2 separate regions of the Ovis aries genome follow, and region 1 is linked to region 2. Evidence: chromatin contacts called from public Hi-C data. All regions are on one chromosome and are shown on one strand. Each heading gives the region's core, a stretch centred on a gene start, on an enhancer-like site or on the middle of the called end of the contact. The rest is flanking DNA. Distances are from core to core; before and after follow the strand shown. Region 1 holds the start of PPM1J (protein phosphatase, Mg2+/Mn2+ dependent 1J). Region 2 holds the start of WNT2B (Wnt family member 2B).

Region 1 (5,452 bases), core at 1,171-3,670, 190 kb after region 2:
AAAGGCAAATTAGATTTATTCATTCATTCACCAAGGGCCTACAATGTGTCTAAAAGCAAAGTATCAAAAGAGTCAAAGGATAAAGATGCAAACATAAGCAATGGTAATTATTTAAATTATCAATAAATACATGAGCATCTACATTTTAGGTGGAAAACTAAATATTCATACTGACATGGTAGAATCTAACTGAACAATGTCAGATAAAGGTTCTGTGCCATAGGCAGAAAGCTAGTGATTTAGGAGGTATTGCGTGGCTCAGATGAAAAACTAAATGCCTAGAATCCCTGGGGAGAGGTGTCTCCCATGTCTCTGGAGGCTAGGAAAGGGGGTGGGGGGCTTACCTGGCCTCGGCTAGGCTCCCTAGGTGCCCCTGAAACACTCCTCCGGCCTTCCACATACACCACTTCACAGCAAGCCTGGTCCTCATTGTGCCGGCTCTTGCCAGCGTTGATGACCCTATCAGGCCAGAGTGACCACATCAGGTTGGATACCAGGCCAGGTCCTGGAATAACTCCCACCTTAGACACACATACCCTCTCTGGCCTGCTGGCCAAGCTGAGAAAGGTCACAGCCACCTGGGAACCAGGCCAGAGGGAGGAGGAGAAGGGAGGCAGGGCAAGTCACAAGGAGTACAGTCTGGGTGTCAGGCTCCACCGCTTCTAGAAAGGCCACAGCCACAGCAGCACTTTCCCACCTCAGTCCTCCCACCTCTGGCTAAGGGGACATCCTGATGGTGCTACTGGGGGAAGGCCTGGATGAAGGGGAGGAGGTTTTAATTCCTGGCTTGCCAAGATCCTACATCCACCCTGGTGCACCTCCCCCCAAACTGTTCTAGTGCCCTATCCACAAGACCCCACCCTACCCTCACAAGTACACCCACCTTTATCCTAAAATCATCCAGTGAAAGTTTCTGCTGCTTTGTTTTTTTTGTTTTTGTTTTTTGACTGCTTGTGGGGGTCTTAGTTTCCCAATCAGGGATGGAACCTGAGCGCCCTGTGTTGGAAGCTTGGCGTCTTAACATGGAAGTCCCAGTTTCTGCTGCTTTGGCAAAGAGTAAGTGTACCAGCCCATATCAGGAAAGAGGAATTGAAATAGGGTAGGAGTGGAAGACCCCATGGACTGTGCTGGAGCCACACAACCCCAAACTCTTTCCAAATAGGAAGTTAAAGGAGCTGATAGTGGGGCCACAGGTCCGCCAGCCACCACCCTCAGCCCCTGGGCACCCTCAGCTTCCTAAGTGCTCTGCTTTCCCAGCAGATGCATTAAAAATCCACGGGCCCTATGGGAATTCCCTGGCGGTCCAGTGGTTAGGTGCTTTCACCTCCAATCCCGTATCTCTGGTCAGGGAACTAAGATCCCTCATGACATACAGACAGACAAACAAAACCCAGGTGGCCTTGGAGCAAGCCGGCTGCTCCTGCCACTCTGACCGCTCTGGCCCGAGGGTCCACTTCCTTGCCTGGCCAGGGCAAGTCCACCCACCAAAGGGTGTTCAAGGGGGCCCTCCCGCTTCCCCCGGGCGCCCCCCGCCCCCTACCTTCCGCCCCTGGGAAAGCCGGCGGCAGCCTGGTGTCGAGGGCTATTTCTGGGTGTGGAGGGGGAGGGGAACGGTAAGAGGGACAGGGAACTGGGGCGCTGGGGTCGGGAAGCCCAACGAATTTTTCCAGCTGCCATCTCCTATGTTACAAGGGACCCCCGGCCCTTGACACCTCCCCTGTCTTGGCCGCTAAACTACGGGGCCGCGGCTGAGAACTGGCCAACTCATCGCTCACGGGCCCTTCGCCCTCCCGGCTCTGGGAGAGAACAAGGTTCTGAAGCGGCGCGGGTGAGGACAGTCAGGGAGCTAGAAGATCCTGAGAAAAAGCTGCACCCGACTTGAGAAAGGGCTGGGAGCGGGTGCGGCCCGAAGCCCAGGGAAAGCAAAGGTCCTGGGAAAAGGGAGCCCCCTGGCACCGAGCGCGGCGAGGGGGATGCATCCCAGGGCCGGGAATGCCGAGGTGGGGAGGAGGTTGGGAGGGGGAGTCCCATCCTGGTTAGGGTGCCCCTGGGGGCGCTCACTCGGCGTAGCCCGTGCTCCAAGGCAGGCGACGGCCGGTGTCCGGTGGGCTTTGCACAGCCCGGCCAGCGTGGTCGTCGGCGCGTCGCAGCCCCCCGGGGCTCAGCTGCAGAAAAGTCGGTCGGGAGAAGCTTGCTCGAGCCTCTACTGTCCTCGCTGGAGCCGCACCCCCGCTCCCAGCCCTGGCCGGAGGACTCCTAGGAGCTTGTGGAGGGGCAGCGGGTGGCGCCGAGGTCGCGTTGGGCAGGTCTGGCGACTTGGGGCGCGAAGGCGGGGCGCCCCCAGAGCTCACCAGGTGCGCCACGGCCGAGCGCACCCGGTTTAGCATGCTGCCTCCCTGCCCCGCCCTCGGCCGTGGCCCCGCCCCAGAGCAGGCCCCGCCCCCTAGGGCTCGCGAGGGGCGGTGCTCGCTCTGGTCGGTTCGGTCCCTCCATTGGCTCCCCGCCCCCAGGCAGGTCCCCGGCAAAACTTCCCGGCTCCCGGACCCGCCCCGCGGGCTAGTGGCCTCTACCCGCCCCGTCCGGCTTCTCCCGCCTCCGTTTTTTAGGGGAAGAAGGGTCTGCTGTTGTAGGGAGGGAACAGAGAGAAGGAAATCTTACTTCAGCCTTGCTCTACATTAGACATCAGCTAGAACTTCCCCATTGTGACGGGAAGGTGGTGTCTCCTCGACCTCGGTTCGTTGTGGCCAGCCTGCCCAGAGGTTGGTGGAGCTGATGACTTCCATCAAAGACCTATGGGTGTGAAGCTCTGGTGTGATAACACCTCTGGCTTGGTCTGCCAGAGTGAGAATGAGGGCGAGCGAACTGTTGCTGGGTTGCTGTGGAGATGGTAACAAGGCAGGCTGGAGCCAGTCATCCTGCACTGGGGAGCTGGATAAGTTCCTGGATTCCTAGAGGCACTGTTCCCCGTGAAGACCACCTCTAGATCCGTCAGAGCGGTTGCCACTCCATTTTTCTTCAGGACCCAATTTCTTCCCATATTTCCATATTTAAAACACCTTCCCTGGTGGTTCAGATGGTAAAGCGTCTGCCTGCAATGCGGGAGACCTGGGTTCGATCCCTGGGTTGGGAAGATCCCCTGGAGAAGGAAATGGCAACCCACTCCAGTACTCTTGCCTGGAAAATTCCATGGACAGAGGAGCCTGGTAGGCTACAGTCCATAGGGTTACAAAGAGTCGGACATGACTGAGCAACTTCACTTTCTTTCTTTACCACAGAATTAGGTAGTAAGAATAACAACAATGACTACCATTTATTGAGGACTAACTACATAATGGTCCCTCTGCAAAGCGCTTTCTGTACTTCAGGCCCTTTACACTGCACACTAACCCTACCTAGGTTTTTGTTATGTTCTTTTTATGGATGAGGCATGTCTGGACGCTCCTGTTATTTTACATGACTTATTCCAGGAGGTCAACCACCCAGTGTGAAATTTATGCCTGTGTCCATTTCCCAACCACCTAAACTGATACTATCTTAAGAATCTAGATCAGAGAAGAAGAGTTAAGAAGAGATAGGTGAAGAGCAGAAAAGTGGGGGTTCCTTTTCTCTCACCCTCTTTCTCTTAACACAGAGACTGAGAGCAATCCAGGTGCACAACTTCTGTGACTGCCACCGGGGGGAGACAGAGGCCAGGCTAAGTGCCTAGCTGAGAGGGGAGGGCAGTACAGACAGGCTGCTGAAAGAGCTATGGTCCCTAAGCCTGGGAATTGATTGGGCTTCCAGAGACACCTCCTTCCCCATGCATGGTTCAAATGGGGACAAGGCCCTTAAGGTCCTAATGCAAGTTAGGGTAGTCCTCAGAGGTCACTGGCACCCAGTTCATGATGGGTATTCCACCTCTGGACTGTCTGGTGGGTGCTTCCTGACCACGACTCTGTTCCTGGCTACCCTGTAGCCCCAGAAGGGGTGACTTTCCTGGTAGCTTCCAAATAAAAATATCACAATGGTCATTCAGGTTGGTAGACTTCTGTAATTACACCTACACCCTGGGCAGAGAGAAATAAAAAAGAAGTCACAAGAAAAGAGAACACAAAAGTCAGACCCAAGGCACACAGAGTGGCAAGGCAGATGGAGATAAAGGACTTGCTGCTGCTGCTAAGGATATTTCCCTCCTGTTTGAGAAAAACTGAAATGAGCTCACAGATAAATGGCATAAACAGCTACAGCAAGCTAAAGACAGAAGAAAAAAATACAACATCCTGGCTATTTTTATTATTCAGTGTTTCTGGGACAGTTTGCTTACCACTTCTCTGTGTCACTCAGCTCCGTAATTCCTTTTTTTCCCCTCAGCTCCGTAATTCTTGCTCTTCACAACATCCATCATGATGTGACTGCAAGTGGGCTACAGAGCCAGGGCCCAAAGACCTCCTAGTTTCAGCACCAGATGGTCAACAGGGATGTCAACAGTTTCCTTGGGCTTCAGAACAGCCTTCTGACCATACCCAAATCCTAAGGATCTCCTCTCCCTGAATCTCTCACCAGCTATTCCTGGCATCATCACACCTCCTCCATCCTCAGACTGCCCCAGAACCTGGTGAGAAGGTCACCACCTCTGTTCATCCCCAAGGCAGCACAGAGTGAAAGGGAAAAGCAGGCATGCAGTGGGAAGAAGCAATCGTGTAGGTTATTCTTCTCTGCTGAGAACTGTTCAGAGGCTGGTCCTGCCAGGAGTGTGCAAGGCCTCGGCTAGGGGTGGGAACTGGGCTTCCTTAAGAGAAGTCCCTCTGTCCTGGGCCACATGCAATGGCTCAGAGTCCAGAACTGGGCTTCTTCCCCTTGCCTCTGCCCTCCCCATTACTCCAACCCGAAAGCCCTCTTTAACTAGGAGGAATAGCCTTCAATTAAGAGGCAAATTCACACACCAACCACCACTTCCCTCTCTCATTTGTCTAATACTTTCGCGTCCAGATCACCTGTAATGAATTATACACTGTACAATGGCAATTACATTGCGGTTTTTACAGTGATGAAGAAACTGGGTCTCAAGAGTTCCCAAGTTGAGGTCACCTACAGGCCTACCAAAGCCCTCCTGCCTGCTGGGCTCCTACCCTCATACCTCTCCTGGTTCTTCCTGCCCCAGAGGACACCACTCCTGAAGCAGAGATCGTTTGTTATTTCCTCCTGGATTTTTAACATTTTAACACGGAAGGGATAACATATCTATCCAGAAGAACACTGTCAAATAGAATTTTGTGCAGTGTGGGAATGTTCTATATCTTTTCTGCCCAATGCAGTAGTCCCTAGCTACATGTGGCAACTGAGCACTTTAAATGTCATGAGTGTAAATGAGAAAATTATATTTAGATTTAAACAATCACATACGACTAATGGTTACCTTATTAGACAGTGCAAGTTCGGAAATCTTCAAGGCCCAAAGTCTCTGAGTGCCTGA
Region 2 (5,282 bases), core at 921-3,420:
CTGGGAGGAAGTGAAAGAAGGGTGGAAAGAAAGGGGTCTCGACAGGAAAGAGCCTAGGCCTACTCCTCTTTCACCTGCCCCTCTCAAGGAAGCTCAGGATAGAGTTGGCTTCTTTTCGGGGAAACAGAAGGATTGACTGGAGCTTCCCAGACTGACAGAGAGAAGAGAGGGGATGGGTCGATTGGCAGGGAAGAATGCGGCTAGCATGCGGACCCTGCCTGGTCTCTGTATTCACCGTCGCTCACTCCCATCCAATTCCTGTCCAGCCCCCATTTCCTACGTTCCCCCAGGGGTGGGCACCTTCTCTGTTGCATGAGGCTTTGAATGTCCCCTTAATGGGGCCTACCCTGAACAACTCTTGTTTCCCCCTCTACTTACCACTTTCTAACATGCTCTATGTATTACTTATGATGTTTACTGGTTATTGTCGATCTTCTTCCAATATAAGTGAAACCTCCATACAGGCTGACATTGTTCGTTTTGCTTTGTTTCACTGATGTGCCTAGCACAGTCTGGCACATGGTAGGGAATAAATGTTTGTTGCATTAATGAACTCACTCCGCCCCCTGCCGCAGAAAGTGAGGTGAAGGGCTGAGAGATGGCTAGAGGGGATAAAGGTCTCCCTGAGCCCTTCTCCCTCATGTCTGCCTCTGGGATGTCTGCAGCCTCTCTGCAGCCAGCTGCGCCCTGTCCGCTCACACTCCGGAGTCTCTAACACCGACCCCCCTTCCCCCCCCAACCAAGAACTGACAATGAGTTTGGGGTTGAAGGGGCTGGGCAGTTTCCAGCGCGTTGTTTACACCAGGGCTTTATAGTTTAGATAAATCACGGGGAGAGGCAGGAAAGACACCTGGGAATGAGGGGCTAGGCAGGAGAAACTGAGGCTGGAGAAGCGGTTGGGGCCAGACCCCAGGTGTACTCTGGAAGTTGGAAGATCCAGGATTTTTCAAAAAGAATTTTTAGGTCTCAGTAAGGGCACCCTGTCTCCGGAAGCTCTACCTGCCAACCTAAGAAGTGTGGAGGGAAGGAGGGGGTCAGTTTCTACAGCTGCCAGCCCCCCAAGCCCTTCACAATTTACCACGCCTCCAGGCTGCTGGGGGGCTGGCGGGGGGGGGGAGCGGAGGAGGGGGGAAGGAAGGGAGCAGTGGGGAGGAGGAAGGGTGGAAAGGCGAAGGAGAGAAATGGCTCAGGGGCTCCCACTCTCTCAGCAGGACCCCCACCCTGGCCTCTGGTTCGGGAAAGCCGCCCAGCTGTTTCTGATTCTCTTGTACTCGCAGCCCCGCCCGAAGGGGTGGGGGACCGAAGCTTCGGGAGAGCTGGGAGCGACTGAGCTGTGCTGAACCCGGGCAGCAAAGGGCTGGGAGTTCGCGTCCGGCCCGCAGGTGTGCTTCTCGGCTTTGGTCATCGCCGGCCGGCAGGCGGGACCTGTGTCTAAACGGGGTGTGAGGGTGTGGGTGTGTGTGGGGGACCTATGTCTAAACGCTGTGTGTGCGTGTGTATATACCAGGGGCAGCGGGTCGTGGACGAGAGAAGCCCCTACCTGAAGTCGGCTGTGTGTGTGTGTGTGCGTGTGTGTGTGTGTGTGTGAAAGAGAGAGAGAGAGAAAACCAGGGGCAGCGGGTGGTCGATGAGAGAAGCCCTACCTGAGGTCGGCAGCCGGTGGCGCCCGCGTTGGCAGCGGTGGAAAGGGAATCAAGATTCTCCCGCAACTCCCCGCGGCAGAGCTTCTACCCATTTCACAGAAGCGCAAGAACCGAGGGGGAGAGAGCCCGAGGAAATGCCCAAGCCCTCTGTGGCTCACTCCAGTGTCACTGTAGGTTAGATGGCTGTAGGGGAAAGCGTCTGCAGCTCCCCTCCCCCGGGCCCCCGGGCCGTCACCCACGGAGGCTGGCGTTGCCGAATGCAGGGCGCTAGGACCCGGTGGCGCGGCGTGGGCAGGGACTGGGTGCTCCGGGCGCAGAAGGGCGCCACTGCGCCCCGTCAGTCCCGGGCAGGTGGGGGCGCGGCGCGGTGCTAGGGGCGCCGAGGGGCGGAGGCGGCCGCCACACCTAGGGCGCCGCGGAGCGCCGGGAGCTGGCGCGGGCGGAGCCGCCCTGAGGGCCGCGCGTGTCCGGGGCTTCGGCCCCGCCCCGCGCCGTCCAATGAGAGCCCGCGGCCGGAGGGGCTGTCCGCACACTCTGTCCGCAGCCCCACTCCGCGCCGCCGACCCCCTGACACCGCAACCCTGCCTGGTTCGGCGAGTTCGGCGCGGTGTCGTCGGCTTCCAGACACGGCTCCCTGTGCCCCTCTCCGGGACCTGGCGCCCCGGCTCCTGGACACTAGGTGCCCTTGGGTCCCCGGCCGGCGGCGAGCCTTATGGCCCCCCAGGGGGGTGAAGTAGGAGCAGCCTGAGTACCCTCAGCCGGTGCCCGGTCCACGCCCCTCCGGGCCGCGTGGCGGGAGTCTTCGGGGAGCTATGCTGAGGCCGGGTGGTGCGGAGGAATCCGCGCAGCGACCCCCTCGACGCGTTCGCTCCCCTGTCCGCGAGTCGGCTGCCAGACCCACGGCCCCCGACGGCTCTCGGGCTTCGGCCCGCCTAAGTCTTGCCTGCCTTCTGTTGCTGCTACTGCTGCTGACGCTGCCGGCCCGCGTAGACACGTCCTGGTGGTGAGTGTGGCTCTCGGGGTTGGGAGGGTGAGGTCCTGGGTTAAAGGGGCCAGACGCGCCCAAAGGGAATATACAGCTCCCGGCCCCCGCTGCTCAGGAGACCAGGTTGTCGCTGTAACGGGAATTAGAGACGATCCGGGCTCAACTGTCACTGAAGTCGCCAAGGGGCGCAGGGGCATGGGGAGGGGGTAAGGTGGCGCCGCTCCTTCCCCGTCCGGTGATGAGGGCGCTAGGTACTCGGAGCAGGGACGCGGGGTAATCGAGGCTTCTCAGACCTCCTCTATTTCAGCTCAGTTCTCGTAGGGCAAAAGCTACCTTACGAGTTTCTCTTAGGATGGATTCAAGGAACCAGTCTGGGGCCGCGGTGGCCGTCCAAGAGAACTCTCCGATCCCCTGAGGTTGTCCCCGCCTGCCCTCGGGAGGTGGAGAAAGAGGCAGCTGGCAAACTTGGACGAGCCTCTCGTTGGTCGACCCTCACCCCACTGCGCAGTGAGGCGCGGGTGAGGCAGCGGTACCCAGCGCAAGGTTTAGAAATGGAATTAAGGCAAAAACTACCCCCTTAACTCCCACAACTAAAACAGACAGATTACTTGGGTTTGCATGCTTTAGACATTTTGTCTTCAGCCTGTTTTGCGGATCTCGCTTCGAACCTTTATCTCCTTCTCTGCTTCCTTTTTCTTCCCTAGATGAGCCCTTCTCCCATCTTTTCCCCTCTAAGAACTAGAGGCTTCTAGTCTCAAAGCATTAAGAGATCCTCTCCTCAGATTTCTTGCAGGCCTTAGACACCAGGCATTTCACATGAGGGCAAATGAGGCAGAAGGAATTACGAATCCACTGGGTATCTGTTCTTCTCTCCACCCCCCCCCCCCCCCGCCCCGGGTCTAGATGGCACCCATCTTTTTCTCCCAGAACTGAGCTGCCCTCTCTCCTCCCCTACCTCCTAGGGGCTGAGCAGGGGGAGAGTGGGACTGAGAAATGACTTAGTAGTCTTGTCTTTCCTCTTCACCCCCCAATTAAACTGGCCTCTTTGACTGGGCTGTTACCCCTCTTTACCCATGCAATGCCCGCCTTCCTCTCCTTGCTCTGCCCCTCCCCCCAGACCTCCACCTCCTCCACAGAGTGTGGTCTCTTTCCCCCTTGTACCCTGTGGCTTCTCTCTGGATTTGGAATCTTGGCTGAAGAAGGGTGAGGGGTAGCTGGCTGAAGGGCCAGCGAGCTTGGGCCGCAGATTCCTATCATTTCAAGATGCGTCTTTCTCCATCCCCATCTTCCCCCCCCCCCCGCCCTGCCCCCCTCCCTGCTTTCCTGTTTCAGAAAAATCTCTTCTTGGGATCTTTTTTATCTCGGCAGTGTTGGGGAAGGCAAGGAGGGGGGTTCTGGATGGGGGAGCAGGGAGGCCCATATCTTACATCTGGCTTGAAACATTCTTTTAGAAAAGGAAAAGGAAGAAGGGGATGAGGAGAAAAGCCCTTCAAAGTTCTGTGTGAGATCAAAGCTACCCTTTACTTTCATGGGCTCAGTTTTGTCTGGAGACTTGTGCCTTCAGTGGCCTTGTAGACGGAGAATGAACTGATCACTGTGCATCTTTATCCATCCCGGATAACAGTTTGCTTTTAGGGACTCTTGATTGCTTCTTACCAATTTGGGAGGCAGCCTTGGTCCACTTGCTGTTTAGGTGAGGAAGTGTCACTCTGGTAATTTCAGCATCCTGGTTAAGCAGCTCCTAAAGGCCTAACTGGGGCTCTTCCGAGCCCCCATTTTGTCCCCTTGGCTACCCTCTTTTCCTTTCTCCCTCTATTACTCTCCCCCCATGTGGTTCATATTAAAGATTTTGGAAAAACTCCTGGGTGAAAGAGCTAGCTAGGGAGGGAGGGAAGCAGATGAGTGGGTGATACGGAGGGATTCAGCAGTCCCTGTGAACTGGAGGAAGGCAGCAACAGGGCCAGGATGGGCAGTGAGTGCGAGGCCATTTCAGTCTGCTTGCCTCATAGGGGTCATAGCTGCAGGCCCCAGATGCCTGCCTCAGTAGTCATCACTTCTGGGATAAAGTAGAAAGCTGCTTTCCAAAGGCAGGTTAGGCCCCCAAGGTGATTCTCTCTTTCTCTTAGGAAACGAACAAAAAAATCAGCTAGATTGATATTCTGTACAACCCTCTGAAGAGATAGATGCCTGTTGACTCTGTGTGTATCCATGTTCCACTCAGGAGCAGAATGTCATCACGATCACTAGTTAACAATCTGATCTTCCTCACAGCCCTTCCCCTTACTCTCCAACCACTCCCTTCCTCTTTTGATCTTTAAGTGGAGGAGGAAACGGATGGTCTCTTCTAACCAAGAAAAATAGAACAAGAAATGGGGGTCTCCTGGCATGTGCCTCCCTGTACTAGTCTGTATTCTGCAGGGGCTTGGATGTCGGGAATCACAAGAGCAGGACTGTATTCAGGACTGTGGTTCACAGAAAGAGGAACAAAGTGGTATCGTGACATTAATATTATTGGGTGTGTTTTTGGGGGCCTTGCCACCAGGCTTCTGGGATCTCAGTTCCCCAACCTGCACCCTCCCCACCCCTGGGGAATTCCTCAATATTAACATTAGTTATCAACAACTGCTATTTAATGAGCCCTTCCTAAGTTCCTG

What was found. Hi-C and Micro-C count contacts between places; a contact is called where the count stands out from the background.
Region 1: a contact with region 2 is called in a Hi-C map of mixed tissues, with 3 times the contacts expected there. The contact joins the promoter of PPM1J here to the promoter of WNT2B in region 2. A contact is called at or near these places in 7 of 16 Hi-C or Micro-C datasets (blood, hypothalamus, mixed tissues and 1 more).

The regions. Positions count from the first base shown.
Region 1 is chr1:90,109,282-90,114,733 of ARS-UI_Ramb_v3.0, forward strand. PPM1J (protein phosphatase, Mg2+/Mn2+ dependent 1J) reads right to left here and starts at 2,421. Exons shown (of 11, transcript XM_042252585.2): 1 at 2,062-2,421; 2 at 345-459. The coding sequence starts at 2,387.
Region 2 is chr1:89,920,946-89,926,227 of ARS-UI_Ramb_v3.0, forward strand. It overlaps WNT2B (Wnt family member 2B), which reads left to right and starts at 2,171. Exons shown (of 5, transcript XM_004002328.6): 1 at 2,171-2,646. The coding sequence starts at 2,456.